4 separate regions of the Mus musculus genome follow, and regions 1, 2 and 4 are each linked to region 3. Evidence: chromatin contacts called from public HiChIP or PLAC-seq data. All regions are on one chromosome and are shown on one strand. The core of a region is the stretch at or near the end of the contact, and the rest is flanking DNA. Distances in the headings are between cores, read along the strand shown.

Region 1 (2,700 bases), core at 183-2,682, 200 kb after region 3:
ATTCCAGCAACAACTTCTGATCCTACCTGCAATTCTTGGCACATTTCTGCTCCCAATCACAAACTTTGGGGCTATCCCAACCTATCTTCCCTTGGGTTTAACAATTCTTTGCAGTGACTCATCAGACTCAGGAATGCTCTATACTTATAATGTCAGTCTTATTACTAAAGCCACAATGGAAGACACACATGGAGCAAGAGGCAGGGACAGAGTGTAACCAGCTTTTCTAAGTCTTTGTGTGTTTCACCCTGTGAGCCCACATCTAGCTCACCGATCCAAAGCCTCACTAGTCAATGCTTTTACAGGGGTTGCAATAGGCATAGGTGATGCTCTTTGCCCATTGAGGATTATCTTCAGTCTCCATTTCTTAGAGGCTGGGAGCTGGGACTCTAATCACATAGCTGGTTTTGTTTATCTTTACCCAGTTCTGATCCTGGAGTTAGCTGAATCTAACTAACAGTAACCTCATTAGTATCATAGAAACATTCCCAGCACTCAGGAAATTCCACATATTCCAAGAGCTCAACTCCAGGAACTCTGGGCAAAGATAAACACATACTTTTTAAGATATCACACTATCAAATTGTAAAACACTCATCAAATAACTCACCAATGTTCTTCAAAGTTACTAAAGGCATGTGAGAGAGAGAGAGAGAGAGAGAGAGAGAGAGAGAGAGAGAGAGAGAGGGAGAATGAGAGACAACCCAAAAATCCATGCTGTCCCAGACTGCAAAGGAACTAGGAAGATAGGATTAAAGTCAATGTTAGGACCCTGGACTGGATTCTGGACCAAAACAAGGATGTTTGTGGGATGACTGGTCTGATGAGTAGTTTGTATTATTAACTTTATATGCTTTAGAGTGGCCTGGGAAGAAAGGCTCAGAGAGGAATTGCCCAGAGCAAATTGGCCTACGGCATTGTCTATCTTGATTATAATAACTGATGTGGCTAGGCCCACCCCACTCCCTAAGAGTGGTTTTCCGGTAGCATAAGTATAGAGAGCCACCGAGCACTAACAGACAGGCATGTGCATATTTCTCTCTTCTCTTGACTATAGAAGTAATGTGAGTAGCTGGCGACCCACACATGAAGTTGTTTTCTGACCTCTACACATGTGCCATGCTCATGCACTATCTCCATACATCACACACACACACACAAACACACACACACAGAGAGAGAGAGAGAGAGAGAGAGAGAGAGAGAGAGAGAGAGAGACCCAAGTCTCCTGCCTTGACTTCCCCTCAACAAAGGACATTTGATGATCCTTGTTCTAAGCTTTCCTTTCCAACATTCTTAGCTTCTGTACTGTTTCTCTGAAGTTACCCCACCCCCACCCCCACCCCTCCCCCTCTCCCCACCCCCATCCCTGCCACACCCTTTGCTGTGCAGCTGATTATCCTGGTTTATGCCCTGTGGCTGCCGTCCATGTTTTGCTCACTGTGCATTGCTTTCTCTCTTGGATCTCCCTCATCTGGACAGCTGGCGATTTTGTTTGTCTGCCTTGCAGTGTGTTTTTTAAGCGCCATTAAGATTGCCCTCCAGCCTCCTTTTTAGTCGTTCTTAAATTCTTTCACTAACAAGACTACGAGTTCCACCTCTCACTGGAAATGTCAAGTTTAGCCAGAGGGGGTTTTGATTTAAATTGTATGATTCTCCCTAATCAGCATAGTCGTGGGCAAAGCATCTGGTGTGGAGTGACAGGCTGCATTAGCTGACTTCAGACCACTATGATCTTTCTATTATTATACTTAATCCGCCTGTTCACACTGAAGTAGAAAGACACACTGAACCAGTTAGACATTGATCATTCATTTTCATTTTTCTAGAAACACTATAATAACTGATTTTATCAACATAAGACATTTTAGTGCCATCTGCCAAAAATACTGTCATAAAATCCATTTTAGGGTCAATAAAATTATAAACAAAAACATGAGGAAAATTAGATGTCTTGATAACGCCTGTGATGGAATGGTGTCGTCTCACATGTGGAAGCCCTTGTATGGCTTTCAACATGAACAGCTGTTCATGGAGCTATTAAGCGATGGAAAAGAGCCATTGCCCAGGGTTGGTTACTGACGTGAAATCTCTGGTCTAGATGTTCTGGGGTTCCTTCCTGACAGAAGACTTGAGTGAAATGTGGTGGGTTTTTAATTCTAGTGCTGAGGTAAAGAATCTAGGTCCTTATGCTTGCTATGCAAGTATTTTTCCTTATTCCTTCTCTCTCTCTCTCTCTCTGTATCTATGTTTATGTGTGTATGCACATTCATGCATAGAGGTAATACGGAAGCATGGCACACATGTGGAGATGAGAGAACAACTTCATGTGTGGGTCACCAGTCACCTTCTATCTTTTATTTGAGACGGGATCTCTTCTTGGCCTGGGACTTCCCCACATAAGCCAACTCAGCTTTGTGCTCTACCACTGGGCTGTATCTACGGCTCTCTTTTTGTTTTGAAGCAGAGGAGTCTCATTAAGTTGGCCAAGTTGAGCTTGAACTCACTCTCTAGTCCAGGCAGCCCTTAAACTTGAGCTCTTCCTGCAATGTGTGATTCTGCTTTCAGATCCTGCTCCTCTCCACATCTCCAGACTCTACACTGAGAGGCCCAGGAGGGGCTTCAGATTATGACTGTAATGTCACCAGCTCCCCGCAGATGTGCCTACAGGTCACACGCCTTCCTCTCATCCTCCCATCC
Region 2 (2,700 bases), core at 74-2,573, 230 kb after region 3:
GGTGTGCATGAGCACTCTTTGTTCACAGCCCCTCCTCCACAGTGAAAAAAAAAAATCCTCCTAGCCCATGATATATAAATCATAAATAGACCTGTATGGTATTATAACTTGGATCTTGCCTCTGTTCCATTTGTTGTGATTTATGTCTGCTCTTCTTTTCCTCTTTATTATCTCCTTAATTGTAATCATTTTTTTTTGTTGTTGTTGTTCAGTTGCTCTGCATTTTATTTTGTTATTTCTCTTAGGAAAGTCTACTTGGCTTTAATAAGGGGAGCATCACTTAACTGAGAACAAATGAGAACATATAGCTTGAGCAGTATCTGATTTGTGAAAGAAATCTGTTGATAGAAGAGGCTCCAAGGTTTTCAGTTTGTAGTTATCATTTTTCTTGACTTGCTGGTTACACTGGGTTAATATTGTATTTAATACTGGATCACACACACACACACACACACACACACACACACACACACACGAAGAGAGAGAGAGAGAGAGAGAGAGAGAGAGAGAGAGAGAATATGACTAAGACTATCTGGAATTTTTGTTTTCCGGGGATTGTAGCTTTGAAACTGGTGACGTGAAGCGATTGCAAAGAGAGCTATAGCTATTTAGGGATGATATTTGGGCCCTGAAAACTCTACTCTGTGCTTTTCCCATGCGCAGGGTAGAATAAATTCACGAAGCTCCTTCACTGTTTCTTCTATAGAAGTGGCCACCATTCAGGGTTTCCTCCGTCCCTTTATAGATGCAAATGATCTGCTCAAATCATCTATACAAAGTGAAAAGGCCTCCTCAAATCCAATCCTTGAAGGAAATCTCCTTGAGAGTTAAATCTCAAACAAAGGAAGAATAGACCAGGGCTTATTTATCTTCTACTTGCTTTGGGGATTCCTAGGCAGATCGTACAGAAGTGAAGAAAAAAAGCTTAGGGCTATACAGTCTTTCCTCTGCTTTTCGTTTCTTCCTCCTCTGTGAAATGCAGTAGACAGGCTCGCCCAGAGGCAAGAGAGCCCAGCGGTTTCTAAACCTGAACTAGAGGGCAAAGCCTAGTAGTACTGTGAAGACCTTTGTTCTCCATTACGAGAAGATTAGAATCCAGAGGAAACTGTGTGAATGTGTGAGCGTAGGCAAATGAATAGTAATTTTTCCTTATGGGAGGCTTAGCAAGCAGGATGTAGAAGGCTTTCCTTTCGGAGATTATGAGAAATCAGACTTGAGAAGGATCTTTTCCCATATTCTGCCTCCTTTTGAGAAGAGGGCGTTTGTTATTCACAGTGCCCGAGCTAAAACAAAGATAGACTTGGGCTCCCCTAGTGGCCTCCCCTGACCTTTGCTCTTGAGAAATCCTCCCTTCCCCCATCAAAGGCAGCTAGCCTGCCAAGCACCAGTATTCTACAAAACCTCTCTTACCTTGTAAAAATGTATGTGTGAAGGGATTCAAACTCTACCTGGTAAAACTTTTGTTTATGCACAAGACCTGCTAAATCCCTGGAACGGATGGATTGGACAGTAGCCCGTCCCTCTCTTCTTTCCTTTGCTTCCTTCCTGCAGCTTTCCAAATTAGCCAATCAGAACTAGTCTGCGAGGTTGACCGCCCAATCGAAGAGAAATAACCAACTGTCGCTGCCGCCTTTCTCTAGGGATGACCATCAGGCTCCCGTGCTGGCCCTGTTCGGGATGTGATGCACTCTCTTTGCAAAAGGAAATCGCCTTGGAGTTACTTCCTCACTATTCATGTGATCCTTCCTGCAACATTGAGATTATTCTTTTCCAACACTCAGTCTTTCAGACTTTTAAAGTCAGATGAGGAGCCTTCTGGTCAGCGATGATGGAAATAGTGGTGTTCCTCCAGTTAGAGTGGAGAAAGAGAAGAGAAAAACTCTAAGAAACTGCCACGAGCAAATGAAGGAATTTGTGTACTGGGGTTGTCGTTATACTCATGATAAAATACTTCAGTAGACACATTTATGTCCTTAGGTCAGAGGACAGTTCTGTGCACTCAGTTCTTTCTTCTCTTTAAGTAAATTGCTGGCCTAAAAATGTTATTAAAAGCAACAATGGAGCAAAAAAGACTGGAAACAAATAAACATTTTGGAGAATATCATTCCCCAAATTGAGAAACAACGGAGGTTTTGCTTGTGAATCACTGGATATATCTATCCACGATCTTGCTCAGTATCATAACAATTTGCACATGCTTATATAATTTGAGCATGTTTTCATGTTACTGAGCATGCTTTTTCTAGAACCGATAATGCGACTGATAATATCGCCTCAGAACGGCTGGCATCCTGGTCGAGGATTACCAAACTCAATTTCTTCTTCCCTTCCTCTCCTTCCTCCTTTTCTGCTTATGCAGAAGATTAAAGCAAGGTGAAGGGGCCTGGGGCTGGGACAGGGGTGGGACCTGGTGCTGGGGCTGGGACAGGGTGGATCAGGGCCGGAACTAGGGGTCGGGGGTAGGACTTATAAAATACTAACATGTGTGAAAAACACATGATTATTAAATCAGCTTTGTCAATGAATTATATACAAATATACCATGGTCCTCCTACTAGATTTTTTTTTAATGGAGTAATAGGAAATTGAGTTTTGCATCATATCATGTGTGACATTTCTCTCTTCCCACATGCTTATGTAATGCTAGCATTCCTCAAGGATCCCAGATAAGAACAGTTTCATCAGGAATCTCTTATTTAC
Region 3 (2,700 bases), core at 183-2,682:
CACCCACAGTAATCTGCGCCCCCCCCCCCCCCCCCACTAATCATTAATCAAGAAACTACCTCACAGACTTGCCAATGGAGGCATTTTCTCAATTAAGATTCTCTTTTCCCAAATATGTCTAGATTTGTGTCAAGTTGACCCAAATCAATGAGCACAAAGATAGAAACAAGCAGAGGAATTTATCCACTACCCAGAGAGAAGAATCAGCAACAGAAGAAAAAGCTGCTGGCAAAATAAATAGGGAAATTAGAGATGCGAATGGAAATGTCAGTGGTGGGAAAGAAAAAGACAATGAGAAAATGAAGATTTTGGGGGGTAAAGTAGAAATTCTGGAAATAAAAAGCTCAACAAATCAAATACAAAAAACAACAGAACCATCACCAACAGACTCGCCAAGCAGAAGAAAAAACTAGGGATATCTACAAGCATTAGGGTGTTGCCGTGGAAGAGTACCTTGGCAGGTTGGACCCAAGGAATGCCTCAGAGTCACATTATGGAACAGATATTACAGATATTATGTGAGAGATTTGTTGGGGGTAGAGGAAGGCCACCTTTGAGCAGGAGTGAGAGAAGGGTTGTGAGGGAGGGAGAGAGACAAAGAGACAGAGACAGAGGGTGGGACATTATGGCAGGGGCCTTTATAATGGGTACTCAATTTGTGGCGACAGCGGTAATGTGTTGCATGACAAGCTGGTGATGATGTGGCTGCAGGCAAGGTGACCTCGTTCCTAATGACAAGATTGTTGGGATGAGGATGACCCACAACATCCAAGAACTTTGCAAAATGATTAAGAGATGAAACATAAGAATGCATGGGAGGCAAGGATCTGAGATAACCAGTAGAGACTCGTAATGAGATAACAGCATTCTAGAGGAGGATTTATTCAATGGAACTATTATATTCTTCACAGAAATAGAAAAAGAAATCGTAAAATGTATTTGAGAGCACAAAAGGCCCTATAGACAAAGCAATCCTTAGCATAAAGAACAATGGCAGGCATAGCAATATCAGATCTCAAATTATATTATACAGACACAGTAACAAAGACGGACAAAACAGACATAAAAACTAGTGACATAGAATAGAGGAGCCAGAGATGAAACCATACTGTTAATAGCAACCTAATTTCTGACAAAGCTGTTTTAAAAAATACGTTGGAGAAGATAGCCTCTTTAAAGAAAGAGAATGGATAGTCCTGGCAAAACCGGATTCATACATGCTGAAAATTGAAATTTGACCTGTATCTCTCATCCCGCACAAAAATCAGTTCATCGTGGATCCAACATTGACCTGAAACTGAAACGGCTGAAGGCAGATTCAGGGAAAGCGCTCGAGACACAGGCAGAACTTTCTGAAAAGGACTCCAACAGCACTGGACGCTGTCCTAGATTGACAAGTAGAACCTTCTGAATAACAGAGGAAGCAATCACCATAATGAAGAGACTGCCTACAGAATGGGTGCTGCACACAGACCTCACTTGGGTCCTCAATCCACAGGCAAAACTTGGGTTCGGTGGTTACAGACCAGCAAGGAGTTGGCACGGATGACAAAAAAATACAGACCAAAGGGAGTGTGGTATCTGAATGTATTTTTGTCAAAGTGAGCATCAGTCTTTTATAATATAAAAGAAATTAAGTGATACATTAAGGCCATTCAAGGTACATTGAAGTTATCTGATGCAAAATTACTTTGACAACAAAACAGAGGAATGTGTACTTAAAAGCTAACAGGAACCAACTGGGATAAAATCAGTGTTAACAACTGGGATCAAAAGCAGTTCCACCTAAGGTCAGCTTAATCTTAGAAGCCAGGGGCAAGGGCTTCGTGCCCTTGCCTTAGTTCTAATTCTAGTCTATTGTATAGTCTACCTTCCCCCTAGGCCATTGCAAATTCCTGTGTGTGGGTGTAACTCAGCTATCTATAGTTCTAAGTATTTACTCCAATTCCTTCTTAGACCACAACCTTCCTTCTTCCTAGGTCATTGTAAATTCTTGCATATGGGAGTAGCTCAGCTATTATTCTAAGTGGTAGCTATTATTCTAAGGGACTTTCTACTAATAAGTAATGTAGTCTACCATACATAATTATAATAAGAATTCTAAACTTATGTTGCTAAGCTTGCCCTGAGATTTCTAACTATATGTAGTAGATAGTAATGCCTGATTTCTTTCACTGTCTCTCTTACGATACTAGAGGCAATTCTGAATGTCACCGAATAGGCAACATTCTTACTGAATTCAAAGCTCATGGTCAGCTCAAGGATTACTTCGGACATTGGTGAAGGCCAGGAAGCAAAGTTCAATTTTGCTTAGGTATTTGGCAAGTCATTGCTTGGAGACACCTATAGTAAAACAATACTGAGGGCAAGCAGATCCGTTCAACGACTAAAGCAAGGACATTATTGGAGCATTCGTTATACAGGATGCCATGGTTCTAGGAGACTAAGTTTCTGTGAACTTTTTGCCTCAGGACTACATCCAGGTTTTTGGGCCTGTCACGTGTGTCACTACTAGAGTGGATGTAGCAGATGGGAAAATAATTATTGCCAACCATTGTCTAGACCCCCCCCCCCCCAGAGTTATATCTAAAATACATAAACACACACACACACTAAGCATCAACCCTCATCCCCCAAGTCATCTAACCAATAAACAAGCTAATGAGATGAATAGACAGTACTCAAAAGGACACATACAAA
Region 4 (2,700 bases), core at 38-2,537, 140 kb after region 3:
TGCCATCTTTAGATCTGTTTTAGGTCCTACACCCCAAGTTAACCCTTTGAACAATGTAAACAGCCAGGAGACTACAAGTCTGGTCACTTGGGCAGATGGTAGATTTATACACCAAAATCTTGCCATAATTATTCTTATTATTAAATAATAATAATTTCTTACACTGTGTGTGTTTTTTTTAATAACATAATTGTTACCCTTGGTCACCTTGTCCACCTGGCTGAATTATGGTTTTATTGATAAGAGCAGGGGGGAGGGGGGTGGGACTTAATGGCAGACCCCTGAGCTGTCCCCTTTGAACTGCCCCTTAGAGGTCTGTTCTTTGATATGGGGATGAGTCTAATGGCCAGTTGTAAACCAGGGTTATTTCCTTTCTTATGGGAATGGAGCCTCTTTGTGGCACTTGATGAGTAAACATTAGCAGAAACTTTCTCAGCATCAGTATGGTAGAGAGATTTCTTTGTCACAGTCTCTAAGAAGTCTGGTTAGGACACTTCTTAACTTACAGTCACACTGGAGGCAGTGCTCCTTAGCTAAATTCCACTTTGTATAACTTAATGTTCTCTAAGCAAGCTTGCTGGTAAATCTTTTATAGTGCCAATTCTACTGCTTCAAGCTTTTCTTCCATCAGTACCAAACTTATTCGACTCATGCTCCTATTGTCTTTCTTCAAGATTATCCCTAACCTTTTGTAAGGTCTCTTTGAAAACTCCTCATTTGTTAGCATGAATGCAGCAAACTTACCTACCATCACACAAAGTTTTCTCTGGAACATGAACACTAAGTAAGAATTATTTCTGCCAGCGACTCTACCTAGGAATGGAGGGAACTGACAGAGAATGGAAGATGTCTGATGTTTGTATCTACCTGCTGACTCATCTGTTTTAGGCCCTCTTTCCCTCTGGTTAGGGTTGTAGTACTTATTAAGGCAGTGGTTCCTGCTACCTCATCCCTACCAGGTGGAGGAGTAGGGCAGTCCAAAGGAAAATAAAAGATGGGCCCCTTCTGGTCCCAAATATGCATACACTTGGGGAAGAACATGTACAACCACTCAAAAAATTAGATTATTATACAGATGTTCTGAGGCCATACATCAGATGAAACCAGTAGTGGAGGCAAACCAAGTTCCCTGGGACTGAACTAAGGTTCTTCTGATCAAAGAACAATAAGTTGTGCCCTTCCCCCACCCCAGCTTTGAGCAGGCTAAATAGATCTTAAGTGTCTGCCACAGTCTTCTGCTGACCCAGGTAGAGTCCTCCCAGCCTGCAATTTCCTATAGGAGCAGACTGCCTGCTGAGCTTGCTTTGCAACTTAATCCAGCAGAAACAAAGGATAGGTCTGTGGGCTCTCCCTATATAAATACAGTGCTAAATACTAAACTTTGAGCCTTGATCAAGCCTTTGTCTTGGCTTCATCCTTTTCTCACCCCACCCCCGACCCCAGTCCTTTTCCCATTTCCAGCCTCCTTTTCAGGTACCCAGTTCATTCATGGCTGCTGGACAGCTACAATAAGTCTAGCATTTCAAGAAGAAGGGGATTTAGCAAGGGGGAAATTTGCAGTGATAAGGCATGGAATATTTCCAGTCACGACTCCCAACAAAATAGTGGTTTCAGAAAGTGAACAGACAAGCCAGTTGGTGGCCATACTTATCAGAATCTCTGCTCCCAACCTGATGCAGTAAGAAGAGACCTTAAAATAGATCCAGAAATCTTGAGCCAGTTCAGGCCAGATTTAATTTAGGAGGTGGTGCATTCCTTGGAGCCTAGCAAAAACTTCAGGTGTTTCAGGGGTCCCCATAAGGGTAGAGTTAATTATCACAATTCCAAGTGTTGATGAATGTAGACCTGCAGTTTCAGGGGCTTTAGGCTGTTTTTGAGTCAGGGGAGGGGAAAAGAAGAATAAAGGTTTATTCAATGGGGATTTCCATCCAATAGTATACTGTGGGGTATGGTATTGTCTGCTGTGGAAAATAAACAAGGCCCCTCAGTCATGCCCAGTTGTATATAATTCTATTCCCAGGTGGAGCCAATGACCCAACCATAATATAGGGGACTGTTTACCTGTAGGCATATACAGTTACTAGTGTTTGAACAATCCCTAATAGGTCTCCTACTTACAGACAGGAAGGCAGAATCAGTAGGCGCCCCTGAATAGGTAACAATGTCTATGCATATCCATTTTGGACAGAAGAACTCTCCCTCATTGACCACATTGAGATCTTTCATCATGGGTGTCCCAACATTTTCCATTTCCTGAGTCTAGAGGAAGTTTAATTCAGCAACATGGCTCCTCTGTCACCCCTTTAATCCCAAATAACAAATAAAGTTAGGTTATAGAAGGAAGCAGTTAAGTTTGAAAGTGATATCTAACTGAGGGGCAGACAATGTGATAAATCAGAGAAAGATTTGACAGAATGAGTCAGAGATAGGACACACCCAACTTTCAGGAACATACCAGAAGAGATGCTATTTAAGAGCAGTCGGAATTGGAGTCAGAGTCAGAGTCATATCAATGAGTGCAGTTTAGTTTAGTTTAGTTGGATTGAATCAGGGAAGTGGAGTTGAGTCCATGTAGTTTGTGCAGCAGGGGCTGTTGAAGCCAGAGACTAAGAAGGAACCAGAAGATTAGAACAAATTGCCAGCGTTTGTTTGAAGCCAAGCATCACTATTCAGTGAGAAGCTGAGAGGAGCGAGATTGAA

What was found. HiChIP or PLAC-seq counts read pairs in DNA pulled down with a chosen protein or histone mark.
Region 1: an H3K27ac HiChIP or PLAC-seq map of embryonic stem cells shows a contact between it and region 3, with 6 read pairs. The contact joins two enhancer-like sites. A contact is called at or near these places in 1 of 15 datasets of contacts at CTCF or cohesin (the NIH/3T3 cell line), 1 of 484 Hi-C or Micro-C datasets (liver), 2 of 115 datasets of contacts at active chromatin or transcription factors (embryonic stem cells and large pre-B cells) and 1 of 9 other capture datasets (embryonic stem cells).
Region 2: a contact with region 3 is called in an H3K27ac HiChIP or PLAC-seq map of embryonic stem cells, with 21 read pairs. The contact joins two enhancer-like sites. A contact is called at or near these places in 4 of 15 datasets of contacts at CTCF or cohesin (CD8 T cells, embryonic stem cells, large pre-B cells and 1 more), 17 of 484 Hi-C or Micro-C datasets (B cells, CD4 T cells, Th1 cells and 6 more), 19 of 115 datasets of contacts at active chromatin or transcription factors (CD8 T cells, embryonic hindbrain, embryonic stem cells and 7 more) and 1 of 9 other capture datasets (embryonic stem cells).
Region 4: an H3K27ac HiChIP or PLAC-seq map of embryonic stem cells shows a contact between it and region 3, with 15 read pairs. The contact joins two enhancer-like sites. A contact is called at or near these places in 11 of 484 Hi-C or Micro-C datasets (embryonic stem cells, liver and trophoblast stem cells) and 7 of 115 datasets of contacts at active chromatin or transcription factors (all in embryonic stem cells).

Annotation. Positions count from the first base shown.
Region 1 is chr6:37,620,558-37,623,257 of GRCm38.p6, reverse strand. No RefSeq gene overlaps it. Among named protein-coding and RNA genes, the nearest start is that of Gm33429, 91 kb to the right of the region's middle. Within about 2 kb of position 1,432, at least 34 of the 459 cell types and tissues checked have an H3K27ac peak or open chromatin away from gene starts, as enhancers often do. A contact at or near this core is called in embryonic stem cells, where this site is marked.
Region 2 is chr6:37,591,189-37,593,888 of GRCm38.p6, reverse strand. No RefSeq gene overlaps it. Among named protein-coding and RNA genes, the nearest start is that of Gm33429, 61 kb to the right of the region's middle. Within about 2 kb of position 1,323, at least 120 of the 459 cell types and tissues checked have an H3K27ac peak or open chromatin away from gene starts, as enhancers often do. A contact at or near this core is called in embryonic stem cells and trophoblast stem cells, where this site is marked.
Region 3 is chr6:37,824,698-37,827,397 of GRCm38.p6, reverse strand. No RefSeq gene overlaps it. Among named protein-coding and RNA genes, the nearest start is that of Trim24, 45 kb to the left of the region's middle. Within about 2 kb of position 1,432, at least 11 of the 459 cell types and tissues checked have an H3K27ac peak or open chromatin away from gene starts, as enhancers often do. A contact at or near this core is called in embryonic stem cells and trophoblast stem cells, where this site is marked.
Region 4 is chr6:37,687,593-37,690,292 of GRCm38.p6, reverse strand. No RefSeq gene overlaps it. Among named protein-coding and RNA genes, the nearest start is that of Gm38791, 26 kb to the left of the region's middle. Within about 2 kb of position 1,287, at least 16 of the 459 cell types and tissues checked have an H3K27ac peak or open chromatin away from gene starts, as enhancers often do. A contact at or near this core is called in embryonic stem cells, where this site is marked.